Linked DNA regions of Sus scrofa: region 2 is linked to region 1. The links are chromatin contacts, called in public HiChIP or PLAC-seq maps. All regions are on one chromosome and are shown on one strand. Each heading gives the region's core, a stretch centred on a gene start, on an enhancer-like site or on the middle of the called end of the contact. The rest is flanking DNA. Distances are from core to core; before and after follow the strand shown. Region 1 holds the start of PBLD (phenazine biosynthesis-like domain-containing protein). Region 2 holds the start of RUFY2 (RUN and FYVE domain-containing protein 2).

What was found. HiChIP or PLAC-seq counts read pairs in DNA pulled down with a chosen protein or histone mark.
Region 2: an H3K27ac HiChIP or PLAC-seq map of skeletal muscle shows a contact between it and region 1. The contact joins the promoter of RUFY2 here to the promoter of PBLD in region 1. A contact is called at or near these places in 2 of 47 Hi-C or Micro-C datasets (heart right ventricle and skeletal muscle) and 2 of 2 datasets of contacts at active chromatin or transcription factors (alveolar macrophages and skeletal muscle).

The regions. Positions count from the first base shown.
Region 1 is chr14:71,483,783-71,490,185 of Sscrofa11.1, forward strand. PBLD (phenazine biosynthesis-like domain-containing protein) reads right to left here and starts at 3,760. Exons shown (of 10, transcript XM_021073523.1): 1 at 3,630-3,760. It overlaps HNRNPH3 (heterogeneous nuclear ribonucleoprotein H3 (2H9)), which reads left to right and starts at 2,513. Exons shown (of 10, transcript NM_001243555.1): 1 at 2,513-2,671.
Region 2 is chr14:71,544,512-71,550,914 of Sscrofa11.1, forward strand. RUFY2 (RUN and FYVE domain-containing protein 2) reads right to left here and starts at 3,226. Exons shown (of 19, transcript XM_021073521.1): 1 at 2,610-3,226; 2 at 25-198. The coding sequence starts at 2,691. DNA2 (DNA replication ATP-dependent helicase/nuclease DNA2) reads right to left here. Exons shown (of 21, transcript XM_021072448.1): 21 at 5,896-6,403.

The DNA.
Region 1 (6,403 bases), core at 2,510-5,009:
TTTGGAAAGAATGCCAAACTCAATCAGGCAGTAAATAGATTGTTTGAATTCAGGCAAGGGGTGAAAGGGATTACAGAATTCCATCTACCAATTCAGGCTTAAAGACTGAAAGGATAAAGTAGTGAAGTAATTTGAATCCAAGGAAGAACTCCTCAGAAGTGGGAGCTTGGAGTCTTACTAATACAGCAATTATTTTAAAAAGAAAAGACAAAAAGAAAAAAAAAAAAAGAAATGGGATGGGTGTCTCACAGTGTCAGTGATACCAAGATACAAAGTTTCAGGCCTGTTCAAAAGTCTCCAGCCAATAAACTATTAACTGCAGGTCTCCTAACTCCAGTGTTAGGAGAAGTTACCTCAATTTCCCCAAAATGATGTCTATCCCTAGATAAGCCCATTGTGCTTTAAGATCCTAGTCCCTGGAGTTAAAACAACACTTGGGTTCAGCAGTTCTCCTGTGGTGCATCCGGTTAAGCATCTGGTGTTGTCACTGCAGCAGCTTGGGTCAATTATGTGGCCTGGGTTCAATTCTTGGCCAGGGGAACTTCTGCATGCTACAAGTGGAGCAGGAAAAAAAAAAAACCCAAAACAAAAACCCATTTGGGTTTAAATCCTCGCTTCTGCTACTAGAAATGTTAAAATTTCTCTAGAAATCAAATATACCAGCTGTAAAATGGAGATAATAATTATTATTGGGGGGGCATAGTCTTTAGGGCATTAGCCTGCTGTGACCCTCTTTTGCCTGGCAAAGCAATAAAGCTATCTTTTTCTCTTTCACCTCCCCCCCAAATATTATTATTTTGGGGGAAGGGGAGGCAGTAGGATGGACTGGGAGTTTAGACATAATAGATGCAAACGATTACATTTAGAATGGATAAGCAATGAGATCCCAATGAATAGCACAGGGAACTATATCCAATCTCTTGGGATAGAACATGATGGAATATAAGAAATGTATGCATATATTTATGACTGGGTCACTTTGCTGTACAGCAGAAATTGACACATTTAAATCAGCTATAATTTTCAAAAAGAAGAGAAAAAATTTTTTTTCAGGGTTATAAAGTGTCAGTGAATTGAGCACCTAACTTGAGCAAGCTCTCAATAATTGTGAGCTACTGTTATTACATCATCCTGTTTTATTTTTCTATTTCCTGTAATGAACACACTGTCCTTTCCCCCCCTTTCTCTGAGGGTTATCTTGAGGGCGTAGGCTCAAGAAAGGCAGTTAGGGCACTATGACCTAGTCCCACACTTGTCTTAAACAGGTTTGAGGATGAATGAAAGCCAAGAAATGCAAGTTTCCACAATAAGATAGTAATTGGACTCCTGTCTCCACCCTTCACACTGCAGACCTCAGGGAAGAAAAAATTATTCAAGCTTCTCCACTGCTAATCCTCTAGGTCTCCTTCACCCCACCTCGACGCCCTTTTCAGGGTCTACAGCCCAAAGTCTTTGCACTCTGAAGTTCTACAAGCTAGTTTTGTCAACATTCCCAACCTAGGGGTACTTGTGTACACTTAAACTCATTTCCTCCTCTCCTTTGCATTTGATGTGCGTTCCTATACGTCCGCACTTTAACTTGCGCTGATCTCAGTACTAGGACCGACCTCTAATCTTCTTACAGAAATTCAGCTCGCCTTTTTTTTTTTTTTTCCCCTTCAAGAGGAGTCCCTAGGAACCTTGGCGGTATGACAGCACAACCAAAAATTATTTACTAGGTGTCATTTGTACAAGCAATTTTCAAGGATGCAAAGTACTATTTAGAAAACAACTGGAAGTCTCCCGCCGCGAGCGGCTGATGCTCACTGAGATTACAAAGTGGGAGAGATAAAGGCGAGAGGTAACGCCAAGGCGAAAGGAGGAAGCGATTTGCAAGGCAACCCACCTCCCCACTCCACCCCCAAATAAGCCCCACTGTGGGGCGGGTTGGGCGGCTGGGCTGGCAGCGCCAAGGCCGGGGGAAGGAGCTCCAGCCTGAGAACCCAAATAGGGGCCTGGTGGACATTACTGTATCTTCCCAGCCGGAAAACACTACTATTTTTACTGCATAACGCAAACATGGTGGACAAGAAAAGCCCTCCCCGCATTTGGCTGCCGAACCACGTGGCTCCCTTTCCACGCAGGTGACGCGGGGTGAGGGCGGAGCCTTACAGAATTTGCTCTCGCTGGGAAAAAGCGGACTTCTCCAAAACTCGACTCCAGGATTCTTGCAACACAAACAGGAAGGAATACTTTCGCCACTTCACATCTCCCCGCGAAAGCAGAAAGGTGGCTTTGAGAATTTGAAGGTTTTAGGGTAAGCAAGAAAAGCGGAGTTACTGACCCTCCACCTTCCCCCGACCCCAACAACCAGGCCTTCCACCAACGCGCAAGCGCACTTCTTGCCTTCCGCGCCAAGGCGGGACCGACTCTCTTGCCTCGCGAGAGCGGGGCCGGTGGGTCTTCCTCGCTCTCGCTCCACCCCCTCCTTCTCTCTCGCGCTCTCCCATCCCCCCAAGCCAGTCGCTCTGCTGCGCAGCTCCCTCAGCGGTTGCCACCGCCGGAGACGGTTGGAAGAACCGTTGTGGGAGCGCTACACGAGGCAGGCGACTTCTCCTTCTCCACGACCGGGCCCCGCAAGCAGCGGAGTCGGCGCTACTGTCGCTCGACAGGGTATCTGAAGTAAAAGGGGGTAGGTTGGGATGGTGGTTTCGAGAGTGGAGTCGGGAGAAGGACGAAAGAGAAACTGGGAGGGGGTGGGGCGGGGCGAAGTGTGGAGGTCGCCGCTCGGAGGTGGCCAGGCTGCGCCCCCCCGGGCGATCTCTCACTTCGGGGGCGGCCTGCCGGGCGGGGGGGGGACTTACTCAGGGGGGATTTAGTGGACGAAGCCGAGGCCCGAAGTGGGGCTCATCACGCATTTCCCGTCTTTTCCCTGCTGGTTTGGCTTCCGCCATTTTGGGTACGGTGGCGCGGCCACCTGGGCTTCCCGCCCTTCTCCTCTCTTTCTGCTTCTTGCCCCTTAGCTTCCGAAAACTGATTTAGGAGTCCGGGGAGGGGGGCGGTGGTTAGAGCGCCTCGGAAGGGATGTGGGTGGGGAAGGAAGCGAGCTGGGAAAGGCTGGGCACTTGGGTGGGGGGAGGCTCAGGGCCTTCGGGCGCGCTCCGGTTGGAAATGGCGCCGGATGGGCCTGGCCTCCCACCGCGGCCTCCCTTCCTCCGCAGTCTCAGCTGGGCTACCTGGGCTGGCGGGACTGCGAGTGACTTCTGACGCAGATTCCCAAGATGAGAGAGGCTGGAGCTGGGGGAGGAAAGCCAATGGCGACGAAGGCGCTCAACTCCCAAACCCGGGACAAAGGAGGCAGACGGCCTCCTTTGTAATTCCGCCGCCGGGTGGCGAAGGTTTTTAAGCCAAGCTTTGCTGCCGAACGGGAAGGGGGGGAAGGGGCGTACTCTCCCTAGCTCTCTGGTCTCTAGGGCAGCTAGATAAAACGAAAAGCCTCCGGGGAGGAATAAAGGACGCTTAGCCGGCCCTTATATTCCAGGTTTGGAGCTTCGAAAAGAGTACGTACTCATTTTCCAAAGGGTTTTTTCCACTTAAACCGTATTGGGAGACTTTATGGGTAATTGTAAGCAGAAAAGCGGGTGACTTACCGAATAGGAATGTGCAGTGGGGCTTATTTCAAGCAGGTGAACCAAGATACGACTTTCTGAACCTTTGGGCGGGGGCGGGATGGTTTAGCAATGGTTTTGTGTAGTTTGGCGAATACTGTGTTAGAATTTAAGTAGGTGGTTTACTTTTGGGAAACAGTTGTTAAAAAACAACCAGTGATGGAAAAAATGTGTGTATAGGAATTGCGTTATCGGCTTTCACCAATCTCCAAGATTTTTATTTTGTGCAAAGATTGTTTTGGCATTAAGGCTGTGGAAATAAAATACTTCAAAATACAGTTAGGGTTTATTTTCTTTCGGTAGCTAAGCGAATTTTCTATTTGGCTTAGGACTATAGTAACATTTTGGCGAAGAAAATAACCCTACTCAACAGAAAAACAAACTGCAAGCCCAGTCATGTGGTGCTGTGATTTTTTTTTTTTTTTTTTCGGTCCTTAGAACATTGGAGAACTGGGTCTGTAATTTTCACTGAAAACTGTGCAAAGTAAAGGACAGGCAAGGCATGAGACTTCCAATAATGCATATGAATCTTTACAAGTGTGTTTATTTTTTCATCTTTAAAAATGAAAAAGATCTTCATGATGTTGAAGATGTTCTGTGTTTCTATGCACTTGTAAAGACATATAGCCCAGTTTCTTATAAAGTCTTGTGTGGTGTAACAGCTTCCCTGATTGGATTACCCTAGAAACCTTTTTTCCTGCCCTTCATCTGCATCATGATTTGGAAATGCATCTAAATTGCTTTTTATATTTTAAACAACTGTGTAGTTTTGGTATTCTTACTTTGTTAAACAAGTGATTGAACTGCAGTGGGTGGTAACTTTGTTCTAGAAAAGAAATCCGTTTAGACACCTCACCTCCAAGTAGTAGTGTGTGAGTCTATTTTTATTTAAAATTGAGCAAGCACAATGAAAAGGGAATGATTTCCATTTTATTTAAGCATTTCATCACCACTTCTGACCAAAATTTTGAAGTTACCTCTCATTTTTTAATTTTCTGGCCAAACCTGTGCCACAGCTGTGACACCACAGGATCCTTCTTAACCTGCTGACCAAGGAACTTTTTTAGAAGCATGGTTTAGGGTTGTTTATTAATGTATCAAACCCTTTATGTTATAAAGGAATTTTATCTCATTTGGCTTCTAAGATGTTTTTTCTTAACAGCTTTGAGATACAGTTCACAGATCGTTAACTTCATCCATTTAAAATCATACAGTAGTGGTCTTCTGTGACTGGTTTCTTTCACTTAGCCTAATGTTTAGGAAATTACATTAAAAATTTCATACAGAACTGACAAACTGTGTATTTCAGCTGCTGGTGTTTTGATTGATGCTAACACTAGAAATTTTTAAAGCAGAATTGCTGTGACACTTGTAAAGAAAGGTTGAGAAGGATTATCCTGAATAATTGGTAAACACTTTTTTTAGGTAGTTTCTGAGACAACTTTATTAAGGTATCAGAACAGATTGGTGTTTTTTTTTTTTTTTTTTTTTTATGCCTTCAGGTTTTGTCTTGGTTTGGTTTTGTAAATAGAATTCCAGGTTCTAATTTTGAGTTTTGAAGAGTTAGTAGAGTGTGGGTTACTTTGTTGTGTACTCATTCACATGGGATGGAGAGTCATTCTGAAGTAGTTTGTCTTCCAAATCTGCTTAACCTTTCCCCAAATTAAAATTGTGTTAACAGTTTGGTGTGTTCTTTATAGACTGTATTGTTTTTATGCACTTTGGAATAGGCTGATCCAAAAATCAAAGCTAGTATAGTTTGCTTGCTAGTATTTCTTGGAAAGTGCTAAGATTTATAACTATAAGTCAGTTTCCATCTTTTTTGAATTCCTGAAGTGGTACCTTTACATTGAAAAATAAATAAATAAATGTTCTAAGTAACATAAAGCCCCCACATCCTAAGGTCTTTTCACAGCAGATTATTTCTTAGGTTGGTGGGGTTTTGTTTTAAAGGAAATTATAAAGATCGTTAAAATGTCTTTTTCCAAAGCCTACTTTCAATGCTATTCTAGAACTTTTTTTTGCTCTACTAATAAAGTATCTTAGTAAACATTTCCAAAGTCTTTTTCCTTCTTTCTGCTTTAGACAATTCCTAAGAACACTTGAAAACTTAAGATTTTTGTTGACTTTGAAAAAGACTTGTTGTAATAGACCTTATTTCCTTTCATGATTCAGAGCATTTTCCTATCCTTTAAGGTTCAGTTATTTTGTTTGTGGTTTATTTGATTAGTTTTACAGGACCTCTTAAAATCCAGTAAAAGTAGCCACCATCGAATGATTACCATGTTGCAAACCAAATAAATACAAACTGTAAACAATTCTTAACAGTCCTGATGTGGTATAAGTACCGCTGTTACATTTTATAGTTGAGTGCAGAGGTTAAAGTACTTTGGTTTTAAACTAGGTAGCCAGTAAGTAGCAGACTAGGGATTCAAACCCTTCTCTTAAAAGGTTCGTGCCAGTTATTTGTGTACCTAAGAATTAGTTGTAGTAGTGTCAGATAAAAATCTGTTCCTATTTTGAACATCTGTGTTTAGAGTAGGGTTTAGGATTGCTTTTAAAAACAGCAAAATAAGTAGAAAAGGTGATTCATATGCCACGGTATTTCCTTGATAACCACATTCAGTGAATGTTTAGCTTTTTTTAAATGCATTGATTCTAGGGAAAATATTTTACTCTTTGCAGATGCTAGCCCTAGCAGTTGCTCATAATTAGATCCTGTGAAATTAAGTATTAGTGAATACTGTTTATATGAA
Region 2 (6,403 bases), core at 1,976-4,475, 60 kb after region 1:
AGTTTTTAAAAAATCTTGTGATACCTTTAAGACCATGTTTCAAACAATGTTCCATGACCACGAAGAACTGCTGCAAGGGGGGATAATCAGAATCCAAAGTGCGGCCAAAGCTTAGAGCAGATTCAATGAGTCCTTTGATACTGAGTTTAGCCATATTTAACAAGTTTGCTCTCTCTACAGCTGTGGGGTCCTTTGTAGCTGAAAACACAAGAAAGGAATCCAACATCACTTGCAAGACCCAACACTGGAAAATATACAAACCCTCTCCTTCCCCTACAAAACCAAGAGTGGTCTGTTTTTCCTTGGTAGACAAGCTAGTCTTCCTAACTAATGTACACCCCCTAGTTAACTTCTTTTTATGTCTCTCATGCATAACATAGAACAACTCTACCAGGCTCATTCCAGCCCAAGTTTATGAATTACTCTCAACGTCCTGCAAACTAGCTATTCTCTGGTATTTATTTACTTTTGTGGCACCTCTACAGGGAGAATGAGGTTTTTTTAAATGACTTTCTGTGGAGATAAATGTGGAGAACAGACAACGTTTAAGGGTCTCATGCCAAGGTGGAGAGCAGGAAGCGTCAAGGATGAATTCAAAGGCAAAAAAAAATGTTCAGAATAAATTGGCAATAAAAGGCAGTTAAAATTCTAAGATTCCAGTATCACCCAGAACAAACATGACAGTGAAATAAAATAGGGAGGTACAGGAGAAGCCATTAAACTCACTCATTTTAACCCTCTTCCTGGTTTTTTTCATTACAATCTTAGTTCTGTATTGCAGGAATCCTTTATTTTCCCAGAGGAAATAAAAGCAGGGATCAGTTTCACATTAAAGTTCCCCTGGAGTTCCCGTCGTGGCGCAGTGGTTAACGAATCCGACTAGGAACCATGAGGTTGCGGGTTCGGTCCCTGCCCTTGCTCAGTGGGTTAACGATCCGGCGTTGCCGTGAGCTGTGGTGTAGGTTGCAGACGCGGCTCGGATCCTGCGTTGCTGTGGCCCTGGCGTAGGCTGGTGGCTACAGCTCCGATTGGACCTCTAGCCTGGGAACCTCCATATGCCGCAGGAGCGGCCCAAGAAATAGCAAAAAAAAGACAAAAAAAAAAAAAAAAAAGTTCCCTGACCTTCTACACAGCTGATCCAGTTGAAAACCAATAGTGACATTTTTTTAAAAAATTATATATAACACACATATACATACACACACATATAGATAGATAGATAGATAAATAGATAGATAGATAGATAATCTTTGCTGTTTAGGGCCACACCCGTGGCAGATGGAGGTTCCCAGGCTAGGGGTCCAATCGGAACTACAGCTGCCTACCCAGCCACAGCAACGCCAGATCCAACCGCATCTGCGACCTACACCACAGCTGCAACACTGGATTCTTAACCCACTGAATGAGGCCAGGGATCGAACCCGAAATCTCATGATTCCTAGTAGGATTCAGTTCTGCTGCGCAACGACGGAAACTCCAATATTTTCAACTAACAAAAAAATTTATTTTCTTTCCAAATAAATAAAATTTATTTTATTATCAGTTTTCTTATAAATTCAGATACTTCTCCATACTCTCATCACTTTTGTGATTGGCAGAAATATTTTCAGCAAACACGGATGACAAAATGAAGTGGGGGAGAAAATAAAGCACTTATGTTTCATAATCTCTGCCAAATTTACTAGTCCAAGAAAACCAAGTGTCTGTTTTTGCTTCACTGGACAAAAGTCCAGGATTCCCAATGATCTAGTATTCTAGTTCTGACCTCAGACAGCTAAGCATGAAGCCTGGCGCTGAATCCTAAGCAACTTAAAATGCAGTCACAACTGCTATGACCAAGCAAGCTGGTGGAGAATCTCCACACGACATCATTTCTTCAAATCTGCATCGTGGCAAGATTCCCTCTTTTTCGGGGGCAAAAGCACTCGATGTTTCATAATCTGTGACAATTCTCACATTTCTTAACAGCGCCCATCACAATCTTCAATGTGTGAAGCGACAACCAGACAAAGGGCGCATCTCCAGCTGCTCTGGGGTAGGTCGGAGCTGGACGCCGCAGCTTCCATGCCAAAGAGCGTTTACACCCAGGCGGGCCCCGCCAGGACTCGTGGATGCGTCTAGCTGGGTCGCAGCCCTCAAATTCCTGCATCTTGCCCGGGCCTAGAGCCCCTTCCCTGCCTCCCCTCCTCTCCGCCCACAGGGCTGCCCAAAAGGTTCGGGGCGCCCCCGGGACCCGCGCGAAGGGCTCACCCGAAGTCCTGCGCGGCATCGTTGCCCCTCTCCCGCCCGCGGCGTCGGGAACCCAGGCCCCAACCTGAGACGCCTCCCTCTGCCACCCCCAACCCTGAAAAGTCATCGTCCGTCCCCGACTGTTCCCTCGACCTGGGAGCCGCACCCTCGCCGGCCCTGCCCTCGCTCCCGGTAAGCCGTCGGACCACCAACCCTCTGCCATTAGGCCCCCAAACGCGGGCGGGAGCAGGAGGGAACACTGGATAACCGCGCGTTGCCATGGCGACCCCCGGCGCCCCCGAGCACCCGGCTGCCCCCGCCCAGCACCAGGCCCAGGTTCCGGCCCCAGTTCCGACCCCGAGGCCTAGAAGCCCACCCACCACCAGTCCTCCCTGCCCAGCCGCGGTCTTGGCCCAGCACAGAGGGCCCGACGTCCGCTCTCGGCCTGCTCCTCTTACCCATGGTGGCGACTGCAGCGGTGGCGCGGTCTCGGGCGGAGACGCCCTGGGCCCCGCCAGCAGCTCCCTTCAAGCGCTCGGCGGCCGCCAGGGCGTTTGCGACCAGGCCCACTGAGGCCCACAGCGCTCCCGGCGGCTGGAGGACGCCCGGCGGTCCCGCGGCGGCGGGGTTGGGTGGGGGCCGCGGCGCCTGCAGCCGACAGCAGAGAAATCCGCCTTCGCGGAGACTCTATACATCCAGCCCGACCCAAAGGAGAAGCAAAAAGGGCATGAGGAAAACCTCGAGTGGAGAAGCGGGAGGGCGGACCTTGGTGGGACCACCTGCCTCACCCGAGCGCTAGGGCTGTGTTTCCGAGGGAATGCGAGCCTCGTGCAAACGTTTTCATCCGCAGGGTCCGCCTAGCTTTGATCTAACACACCTAAATGCTTCCCTTTCCTCGCAAATTCGTAGGAGACCAGAAGAATTTAGAAAATCTGAAGCAATTAACATTATGCAGAAATCTGCTAAAACAATTCGAACGCCCAAATCACGACGTTTAAACCAGTAAATCCACTGGTTTATAAAAGGCAGTGAGGACCGATCTCATTGATCAAGGGAAAGAGTTCCTGAGATAAAGCCAGCAAACCAGGGTTTTCTCATTTCAGGGAGGGGAAAAACTCTCATGGTCTTATGACAGTAGGTTTAAGTTTTATCAGTTTTGGGAAAGCGAGCTATTATCTAGTTAGATCAGTACTTGTTAAAAACAGTAGCCGATTTAGAAATAGAGGAATATTTCGTGGATATAGAGCGATGTTTATCTCTTGATCATTTTGGCCATTATCTAGTTAGATCAGTACTTGTTAAAAACAGTAGCCGATTTAGAAATAGAGGGATATTTCGTGGATATAAAGCGATGTTTATCTCTCGATCATTTTGGCCAGTATAAAGTTCTGTTATGCTTCTTTTTTTTTATGGATTTTTTTTTTTTTTTTTTTTTTTTTTTTTGTCTTTTTGCTATTTCTTGGGCCGCTCCCGCGGCATATGGAGGTTCCCAGGCTAGGGGTCGAATCGGAGCTGCGGCCACCAGCCTACACCAGAGCCACAGCAACGCAGGATCCGAGCCGCGTCTGCAACCTACACCACAGCTCACGGCAACGCCGGATCGTTAACCCACTGAGGGAGGGCAGGGACCGAACCCGCAACCTCATGGTTCCTAGTCGGATTCATTAACCACTGCGCCACGACGGGAACTCCTGTTATGCTTCTTTACTTCTTTTGGTTTTGATTTTTTTTTCTTTTTATGCGCCCCCCCCCCCCCCCGCCCTGTGGCACATCAAAGTTCCCAGGCCAGGGGTGGAATGGCACTGCAGCTTCAGTCCTAAGCCACAGGCACAGCCACAGTGACAGCAAGGAGGGGTACAAGTGGCAGTTTGTGGCAACACCAGATCCTTAACCCACTGAGCAAGGCCAGGGATGAACCTCATCCTTAGATAATGTCAGACCCTTAACCCAGTGAGCCACAACAAGAACTCCCCAAATTTTCTTTACTGTGAGATAATCATTCATGGATAAAAATGTATGAAGCATATATACATTTAAAGACTCATAAAGTAAACAGCTGGGTAAACACTACCACATTAAGCAAGAAGAGGACAGGAGAGTTAGCCTCCCCGAGGAAAAGCCTCCAGGTATAATCCCCCTAGAAGTAAATATGATTCTTTTATGAGAATCCTTTCTTTGCTTTTTTTGCATGTAACTACCATGGTAAATACATGCCCCTAATCAATGTAGTTTATTTTGCCAGTTTATAAATTTTTCACAAGTGGAATAACATTACAAACACTGTAAAGTGTTTCTTTTGTTCAACATGATTCATGTCCATAAGGAGTTTCCAGGTTGGGGTGTTTCCAGGTTGTATATATGGAACCAAGCAGTAAATGATTAGGACAATAGAGTCACAGACACAGTACTGATGCACATTTCCTGAGTTCTTTTACAGATACTGTAACTGCTGCAAGAGGAAAAAAAGCAACCGCATGATGACCAGTCTGTAGCTATGGCATTAGCTGCTCCAGCTGGAGCAGTACAAAATCTATGGTTAGTATCATTTCAAGAACTGGTCTCAAGAGAATGGGATTAATGCTGTTACTCATTATAATCTATATCTTTGTGGGCATCAAAATAATTGTAGCTTGTTCTGCCTGTGTATATAAACAGGCAGTTACAAGTGTCAGCAAAGAGATGCTACAGATCCATGTTGATATTTTCCACTCAGAATAGAGTGTCCTATGTCAGCATGAACTTACAGAAGATAGACCTCCTCCCCGAAACCCATAGAAATGGAATGATGTTCTGACAAGAGGGGATTTGTAAGCAGCTCTTTGCAGTAAACCACCTTCAGCAGGAAGCCCCTTCTCTTGTCCCTTTTTTTTTTAAGGGCCACATCTGTGGCATATCAAGGTTCCCAAGCTAGGGGTGGAATCCCTAGCTCTAGCTGCCGGCCTACACCACAGCCACAGCAACTCGGGATCCAAGCCGTGTCTGTGACCTACACCACAGCTCACAGCAACACCAGATCCTTAACCCAATGAGCAAGGCCAGGGATCGAAACCTCAGTCCTGATGGATCCCAATTGGGTTCGTTACCGCTGAGCCACAACGGGAACTCCTCTTGTCACTTTAGCAAAGCTATACTCTAACTTTTAACCAAGCACTCCCATACTCTACTCATTTCCTGCACAAGCACAGCTTTCAAATCATACAAGACCTTGCCTAATTTGTGGGCTCTTTCCGTAGATCAAAGAAGTCAAGATGAAAAGTAGCAGATGAGCAGTTCTCTTCCATAGCTTCCCCTTCAGTAATCTCCAGAACAAACTCTGTGACTAAATTGTGTAAACAAGATAACTTCTGGAGGAAGATCACAAGTCAAGGAGCCTGCTGGCAGTGGGGAATGGCAATGACTCTGACCCTGTATCTCAATAACTCAAGATTAACTGAGATAACTTCTGTTTCCTCTTACAAGCTTTCATGGCCAATCAGAATCCTTGGAGGTGGTTTTTGGGGGGACACTGGGTCCACCATCTCCTCAGATTGCTGGCATTCTGATTAAAGGCACTTTCCTTCTGTGGTGTAGGCTGGCAGCTATAGCTCTAATTCACCCCAGAGCCTGGGAACTTCCATGTGATGAACTTCCATATGAGCACGGCCAGGGATTTAACCCACGTCTTCATGGTTACTAGTTGGGTTCGTTACCACTGAGCCACAACGGGAACTCCCCATGCAACTCTTTAAAGCGACCACTGATTAAACCCAAAGAATTTTCTTAACTATCTTTGATCCCTTCCTGTTATATAACTTCATAATATCTAACCAATATTTAAGCCCGATCTCAGCAAACTTTCTGTTTATTCCTGTCTAATTCAGTCTCTCCATGATCAACTCAATCCTGCGTGTCCTTAAATCTCTTTACAAAGTCAACACTCCCATTTCAGCTTTAGAGCACTGTCAATACTGGAAAAAATGATGGACAATACTGAACCTAATTATTATTTAGTATTAATAATTCACACAGTAAGATTTAGCAATAAGAAAACAATTTATTTAATAAAAACTTCAAGTAATAATTTTTAAAAACATGTGAGGTAGAGGCAACAATTTTTAACATACTTAACAGTCAAAAAAAAAAAAAACACCCTGAGAGAAATGAGAGTCCCTCCCCTCAAAGGTGGATACACTAA